Linked DNA regions of Hordeum vulgare: region 2 is linked to region 1. The links are chromatin contacts, called in public Hi-C maps. All regions are on one chromosome and are shown on one strand. Each heading gives the region's core, a stretch centred on a gene start, on an enhancer-like site or on the middle of the called end of the contact. The rest is flanking DNA. Distances are from core to core; before and after follow the strand shown.

The links. Hi-C and Micro-C count contacts between places; a contact is called where the count stands out from the background.
Region 2: a Hi-C map of leaf shows a contact between it and region 1, with 5 times the contacts expected there. The contact joins the promoter of LOC123401198 here to the promoter of LOC123401429 in region 1. A contact is called at or near these places in 2 of 6 Hi-C or Micro-C datasets (both in leaf).

Annotation. Positions count from the first base shown.
Region 1 is chr6H:495,670,378-495,674,025 of MorexV3_pseudomolecules_assembly, forward strand. LOC123401429 (microtubule-associated protein 70-2) reads left to right here and starts at 1,904. Exons shown (of 11, transcript XM_045095238.1): 1 at 1,904-2,262; 2 at 2,384-2,469. The coding sequence starts at 2,100.
Region 2 is chr6H:496,037,683-496,041,450 of MorexV3_pseudomolecules_assembly, forward strand. It overlaps LOC123401198 (probable RNA-dependent RNA polymerase 1), which reads left to right and starts at 1,999. Exons shown (of 5, transcript XM_045094933.1): 1 at 1,999-2,259; 2 at 3,209-3,756. The coding sequence starts at 3,229.

The sequences.
Region 1 (3,648 bases), core at 654-3,153:
TGGATAGTTTTTATCGTCTTTGGGAGAGAGACTTCACTAGTGAACATCATGTGACTCCGATCCATATTACCACCATTGTTTACACCTCCACCATTTACCGCTTTCATTTACTTTTTCGTTGCAATCACTATCAGTATTCCCGCTTGTGTTTTGATCCTTTGCAAACTACAAGGCCGGAGAGATTGAGAACCTCTCTGTACTCGTCGGGAGCAAAGTTATTTGTTGTGTGTGCAGGTCCACGTCTTCTGCTAGCGCCAGAGCAACGGACACCTACTTGTTGATCCACGGAGTCCTCCTGGTTCAATAAACCTTACAGTCCCCGTGTAAGGGAAATCTGCTGCTGACTACATCTCCACCTTCCACTTGGGGTAATCAACAAGGGGCGAGAAGTATATCCATCAACTCGTCATCAGTAGAGCAGCGGTACAACCCCGTGTACGATGTAGACTCCCCCGAATGGGAGGTTTGGTTTGTGTGGGAGCACGAGGAGCAGCGCCGGTGTGAGGTCCGCGACGTGGTGGCTGGACCTCCGTCGCCCCTCGTCGTGCGCGAAGAGAGTGAGGAGGCGGAGGCCGCGTACCAGAATCCGTTGGCGGTTGTCGTGCGTGCAAGTGAGGAGGAAGCACGCCTCAAGGAGGAGGAGGAGGAGGAGACTTACCAGGCGCATATGGCGGAGGCCATGGCGCTTTTCGCTGCACGTGACTCCATCGTGCCGCCGTTAGCCCCGCCGTTCCCCGCCAATGCCGAGCCAGGGCCGCTGGCCCTCAAGTCCGAGCAGTATGTCTGGGACGGGGTGGTGCGCGAATGGGTCGGCGTGTCACCCGTCTAGTTTGGTGCGACACCGAAGCAGGAGACGACCTACCTGGAGCACCGGCGGCAGCGACGGCTGGCGGAGGAGCGTGTAGAGGGCCAACAGCTCGAGTGCGAGGCCGAAGCTGAGGAGGAGGAGCGTCGTGTTGCCCAGTCAACGCCGGTGCAGCCACCGGCGAACGACGTCACCGCCGTGTGGAAGAGGGCCTCCCCTGGGCTGGCCCGGCACCAACGCTCGTCGACCTCACCGGCCCTGACGACGAGGAGGAGGAGGACGCCTAGGGCAGCGCGCCTCCTCGGTTTTAGCGTACTTAAAGTTTTTATTTATTGTAATGTGAACTCGTAGGACTATCGCGGGCCTTTGAGGCCGGCATTAATGTTTAACTAACTTTTTTATATTTTCAAAATATTTATTATGTTTTTTTGTCACCTAAAAATGAGTCATGATCGTATTGGACGCGAGCACCGGCCCAATCATAAAAACGGACAAGAGTGTCCGCCGGGACGAGCCAAACAGATAAAATACGGACAAACCGCGTCCGTTTGGATCACGCGGTTGTAGTTGCTCTAATTCAGACGGAGGTAGTAGTTTGCTTTGTTGAGGACATGTACAATGCATAGCCTCAAGGTGATGACCCATATGCCACGTAGGATCGGATGTGAGAAAAAGTAGTTTCACATAAGGAAGCGAGATTCTTTCGAGGAGGCGGGTGCTTGAAGAGAAAAATGTATGGTCCAGTGTAAAAAGATGAAAAATTTAGAGTGGAAAATAAAGATGCATATGCATTAGAGTTTTTATTTTTTGATGAGGCATCCTGATGATAGCTTGTATTGAAGAATTTTTTTAATATAAATGCCTCATTGTCATGAAACATCTGTATTCATATGCCATCATTGTACATGCCCTGAGTCATTTGTATCCATATACTCCGTATGTCATAATTCTACATGGCCTCTCATGCTCATATGTGACCTCCCCCTCCCACCTCTCGGGCCGCTGGCCCAACGGTTAATTAGCTCGGCTTTAAGCTAATCACTGTCGAAAAGCCGACGCTTTAAATCCCCCGAACACCGCCCCCTCACCCTCTCCGCTATTCAAACACGCTCGAGCAAGACAACAAACAACACGCGAAGCAAAGCAAAAGCAAAGCAGAGCCCCGACGCCGCGGCTAGGGTTCCCCACCCCCGGACGGCATTGCGGCCACCGTCGCCGCCGGCGGACCCGGAGCTCGCGGCCGCGGGGCGCGCGATTTGGATGGTGGGCTGAGGCGCCGGTGCCCAGATCTGAGATGGCCGACGGCGGCGAGGAGGGGAATGCGTCGGCACAGAGGGGCTCCTCGCGCAGGCGCGGGGCGGCGCAGGTGGGCCTGGACGCCGACGAGCTCCTCACGCTGATGCACGGCTCGGATCCCGTCAAGGTCGAGCTCAACCGGCTCGAGAACGAAGTCAGGGGTGAGTTCGGTTCGCGGCTCGCCGTACCTCTGGTTCACGCTCGTGTCGTGGGAATGGGCTGCCGCCGCCCTCTCGAATCCTACTTACGGGGGAATGGTTGGTGTTTTTGGTGTGGTCTTAGACAAGGATAGGGAGCTGGGCGAGGCGCAGGCGGAGATTAAGGCGCTGCGCCTGTCGGAGAGGGCGCGGGAGAAGGCCGTCGAGGAGGTAAATCCCCAAGCCTGCTTCTGATTCTTGCCTTGTTTTTCTACGACCATTTCTTTCAGTTTCGAGCTTGGAATAGTGTCGGTGCAATAGAATTTATAGCCAAATAGGAGATTTTGGGGGCATATTTGCTCGATGGGGAGGTTAGTCTGGCAGAGTGTCAGGGACAAGATATATTAATCTTCCCCTTGTTTTTGGTGGACATTATTTTGTCCGATTCATGGATTCGGAGGATTCTGTCTATCGATTGCGGCATACTGAAACTCTGAAAGTTCAACATAAGCTTACTGTTTTACTCAACATGTAACAAGACTGAATGTGATTTGTTTTTTTTCCCTGTTAGGCTGTGCTTTTTTTCTTCTTTGTTTCTTTTTGGCTGCGCTTGATGTGAGTATATATGTAACAGCATGTTTGCTTGTTATACTGTCTCATTATTTTTTCCATCTTATACTCTGGTTGTCTTGTTCATTGTTAGATGGTACTAGTGAATCAGAGTGTTATGACCGTTCACGCAGGGCTATGAAGTCCCTGTCTTTTGCAGTAGATTTTCAAGATATGTTTGAGCTAAACCAACTCGAAGAATGTGTGAGGTCGCCAGGAGGGCAAGAGCTAAATGAAGCTGCCCCTGTCTTAGTTCATAGAATTGATTCCCATTACCCTTGTTCTGAAGCTGTACTTTTGCAAGTGCTAACATCTGTGGCACTCAAAGCAATTTTGATGCTGAGTGCTATTAGATATTTTGATGTTCTGTACTTCAATCCTGGTTGCAATATCTGGTGTTTAGTTTGCATGTTTGTTGAGCCTGCTCAGTGCCCACTCAAATTTCTTAATATACACAAGGGATGAATATGATGTACAAATTGCTCTAGATACGATGAGCAAACTGCAATAACCAATACTTGGAGGTATCGAGGATTCAAGGTTAATTCCTTGCCTTGATTTTCGGGATTCCTTAGGTGCTGCCACAAGACAAATATCCTGTCAGTGCAATTTAACTTCATCTTATTATTGGCATAATGTCAGAGGAAATCTCGCAATGTTACAGTCTTTAAAAAATGTATCATCTTGAAAACATGGATTTGAATATAAAATTTGAATTGGAGGCGTGTGAATTTACAATTGCTAAATATTTTAATTTGTATTTTTTTTAAAGATTTGATGAAGGAAAAATGACGGTTACAT
Region 2 (3,768 bases), core at 749-3,248, 370 kb after region 1:
CTATTTTGTTGAGAAATCAACCCGTTCATTGTTAATTCTACCATGATGAGAAATTGAGCGGGACAAGCAAAGCAAAACAAAGAGGCTACGTGAATTGATCAATGGACTGTTATCTTATTTCACTTATGGGGTAGAGAATGTGGGATCAGATGACAAACTGAAGGTGGTGTTCCATTCTCTCTCTCTACAACAATGCAATCTTACATTCAATACATTCATTCATCAGCAAACAAATTCCCACAAAACAAAATTTCTTGCCGGTGCTTGGCACACGGTTGGAGGCATGGGGAGGGATCTCACCTGATGATGAGTTCCTGTGGGAGGACGGGATACGATGAGGGGAGCAAGGGTTAGGCGCCTCTATCTGGTCATAAGGAGTCGCCGTTGCCGCGCCATAACCTTAGAGTTCCCCGTGTGAGCCATGGAGGCCCGTCTCCACCTGCAAGTACCTCGCTCCGCCGCGCCTTATCCGCGCGCCGCCGCCGTTCTGCAGCGAGCAGACGCATCATCCCAAGTCGTTGTAGCTGTCGCGTTGATTTGATCCAGAAGCTGTGCTCGAGCGTCGAAACGGGAGCAGCAAGCGCGCAGAGGTACGACCGCGGAGGCGGGTGGGTTGAGATCGACAACAGTTGTGGTTGAGGTCGGCCGCGGCGGCGAGTGGTGTGGCAGCGGCCTGGGCACATGCCAGGGTGGACCAGGATCGACGCGATGCGCTCGAGCGCCGCAATGGGGGCAGTGAGCGGGGAGAGGTACAGCCGCGGATGCGGGTGGGTTGAGATCGGCAGCGGTGGCGGTTGAGGTCGGCCGCGGCGGCGAGTGGTGTGGCGGCAGCCTGGACACAGGCCAGGGTGGCCCAGGATCGACGGGAGGAGGCGATACGTACGGGTATAATTTTTGCAGCGAATCGTTTTTCCTTTTGCGTTGCAGATAAATGATGAAGCGCGAGTTGAAAAACAAAAATTACAGGGTCTTTTTATAAAAATATCGTGATGGGTTTTCCGACGAAAGCAATAGCCGATTTATTATTAGGTATAGATATAGATATAGATGTAGACGAACATGTTCAATCAGTTTCTCTAATACATGCCATGTGTCCCTGTAGCCATCCATGGATATTTTAAAGCGTGAATGCAGAAAAAAGTTTTCTACATGCATGCACGTATTTGCTTTTTTTCTACGTACAAGTGTTGCCCTCTTACAAATTTGGATCCTTCACGGAAGTTTGTAGGTGCTTTTCTCGAAACCTACATGTACCTAGGTGCTTTTCATTTAAGTTTCTAGGAGCGTACGTGGTTTTGTTGGCTTGGTGCCCTTATTTTCCCCTTTTTCAGCGTGTCCTTTAAGGACTCACGTTGATCATCTTGGTTATACAATACACGTAACAGACTTGTATGATCGGTTCTGTTCCAAAAAAAGCTTGTACGATCAGGTTATTTAGGCAGGATTGAGTCTAGCACGTGGGAGTCAAAAAATAATTTTGTTATGTGGGCAGTTAAATCTAGGCCGTTCAAAAAACATAACCTAAAGTAATAAATCTTCACCGTTTGTTTTGCGTACGGATATAATTTTTGCAGCGAATCGTTTTTTCTTTTGCGTTGCAGATAAATGATGAAGCGCGGGTTGAATAACAAAAATTACAGGGTTTTTTTATAAAAATATTACGGTGGGTTTTCCGACGGAAGCAATAGCCGCTTTATTATTAGGTATAGATTACAGCCAGCCTTACAGCCAACCAAAAAGCCATTCTATTGTATGAATGAAGGCTTTAGGTGATGTGGCAACGGGTTATAGCCAGCAGCCGGCTGTGCTATTAACCTTGCTCTTATACACCGAGACGGAGGGAGTACTAGATTGCCTGCCAATATGAAGATTTCGGAGCGCAATTAACGAGCCTTGGACATATCCGGTCCCATTCCATTCCTTTCCAACCCGCATCCCCCGGCCCCACGAACCCAGTCGCTTTAAATGCTACGTGCACATTGACCGACACTCCTCCAGTCAGTCTCTCCTCCTCGCCTCCGCCTCGGCGACAAAACCATCGGGCAGTCGTCGCCTCCGCCCCTCGCCCATCCATCTTCCCGGGTTCCCTCCCCGCCAGATCCACCGGACCCCCGCCGCCGCTCGCCGCTCTCCGCTCTCCGCCTCGCAACCTGCTGCGCCGGGGGCGACGGGAGCGAGCGGCAGACAAAAAGCCATTCCAGCCGCCGGTCCTGGGCTGGGGTGGGGCCGGCTTCACCCCCTCCTATCCTTCTGCCGCTGGTAAGGAACCCTAGCTCGGTCGGACGGATCGTCCCCGCGAGTGCGTTGCGCCGTTGGGGGTTCCATCCTTTCTCTTTGCTCTGCTGTGGCATTGAGCAGCCGGGGCCCGGATCGTTCGCAGTTTGCTCGCTTCGTCCGCGGCTCCGTTAGGTTCTCGTTCTTCCTCCGCAGCGCGCGAGATCGATCAGAGTTTTCTTTGTCTAGGTTAGATCGATCACAGTTTCTGCGATGGGATTTGGTGCCCAGGCTCGGGCGCGGCTTGTTTTCCTGAATTTTGGGGGATCCGACTAAACCCCCCACCCAAACCCCCACGCTCGGCCCGCCCCTGCTTTGCCAGTAACAGAGGAGGTTGTTGCATTTCTTCTCGGAACGAATAAACAGGCCAGGTGAAGAAGCGTAGCGGGTGTAGAGGACGGGGGAAATGCACGTCCCTGGTTGTTTTTATCGACAAATCTTTGGGGATCGCCTATTCTTTGCCGTTGACCTTTTGAGCGGTTCTTGGTTTCTTGCTTTACCCGAGCTGACTGTTTGCTAGTGCCTGATGAAGTGGGATGCCTCTTCTTTTGGCGGCATGTTTATGCTACTGCATTGTGATGGGATTTGTGATACTGCAGTTTCCAGTTTTGGGTGAAACCGCTGTATACGGACGTACGGATCTACTAGTACTTAGTTTTAAGTATATAAGTAATATACTATACTAGTACCAGTGTTTGACATTCCTTAGATTCCTTACTTCTTTATTAGTTTCGAGATCAAAATAAAAGAACTCATATGTAAAACTGCAACATGGATTTCTTCCGGGAAAGACTACAATAAAAGCTGGACATAGGATAGAAAAATAGAAAAAAAGAAGTCCTGAACACGTAGAAGACCTGACATATATATGCAGATCTGTCTATGCTTTCCAGTGACTGACTGTTTTTCTAATCATGATTATGCACTGCTGTAGTTTTGATATGCCCCGTCACCATGGGCGGCAAGACTATTCAGGTGTCAGGGTTTCCTTCAACTGTCAATGCTGACCATGTCAAGGATTTGTTGGAACAAATTGTTGGCACTGGCAACGTCTTTGCGGTCAAGCTCAGGCCTCCCAAGAACATCTCTGCAAACTCAAGATCTTTTGCCATTGTTCAGTTCCAGTCTGAGGCACATGCTTCGCTGGTGTTGAATGCGGCCCAACGGAATGCACTTAGGAGCGGAAGTCATTATCTGAAGGCCCGATATGCAGAGCGTGACATTGTTCCGAGACCAAGAACTACGATTTTTAATCTACAGGGTGCAAAACTGCATTTTGGCTGTCTTCTGAAGGAAAGAGTTCTATCTGTTCTGTGGAGCGGAACAGATGTTTCCGTTGAGTTTGGATTTGCTATGAAGAGGATTGACTTTTGCCTGATCTACAACTCGAAGAAATACAAACTTGAACTCTCCTACGAGAGCATATGGGAGATCCAGCTTCATCGTCCACCTGGGTTGCAAAAAAAGTTCCTTCTGATTCAGGTATGTTAGTTG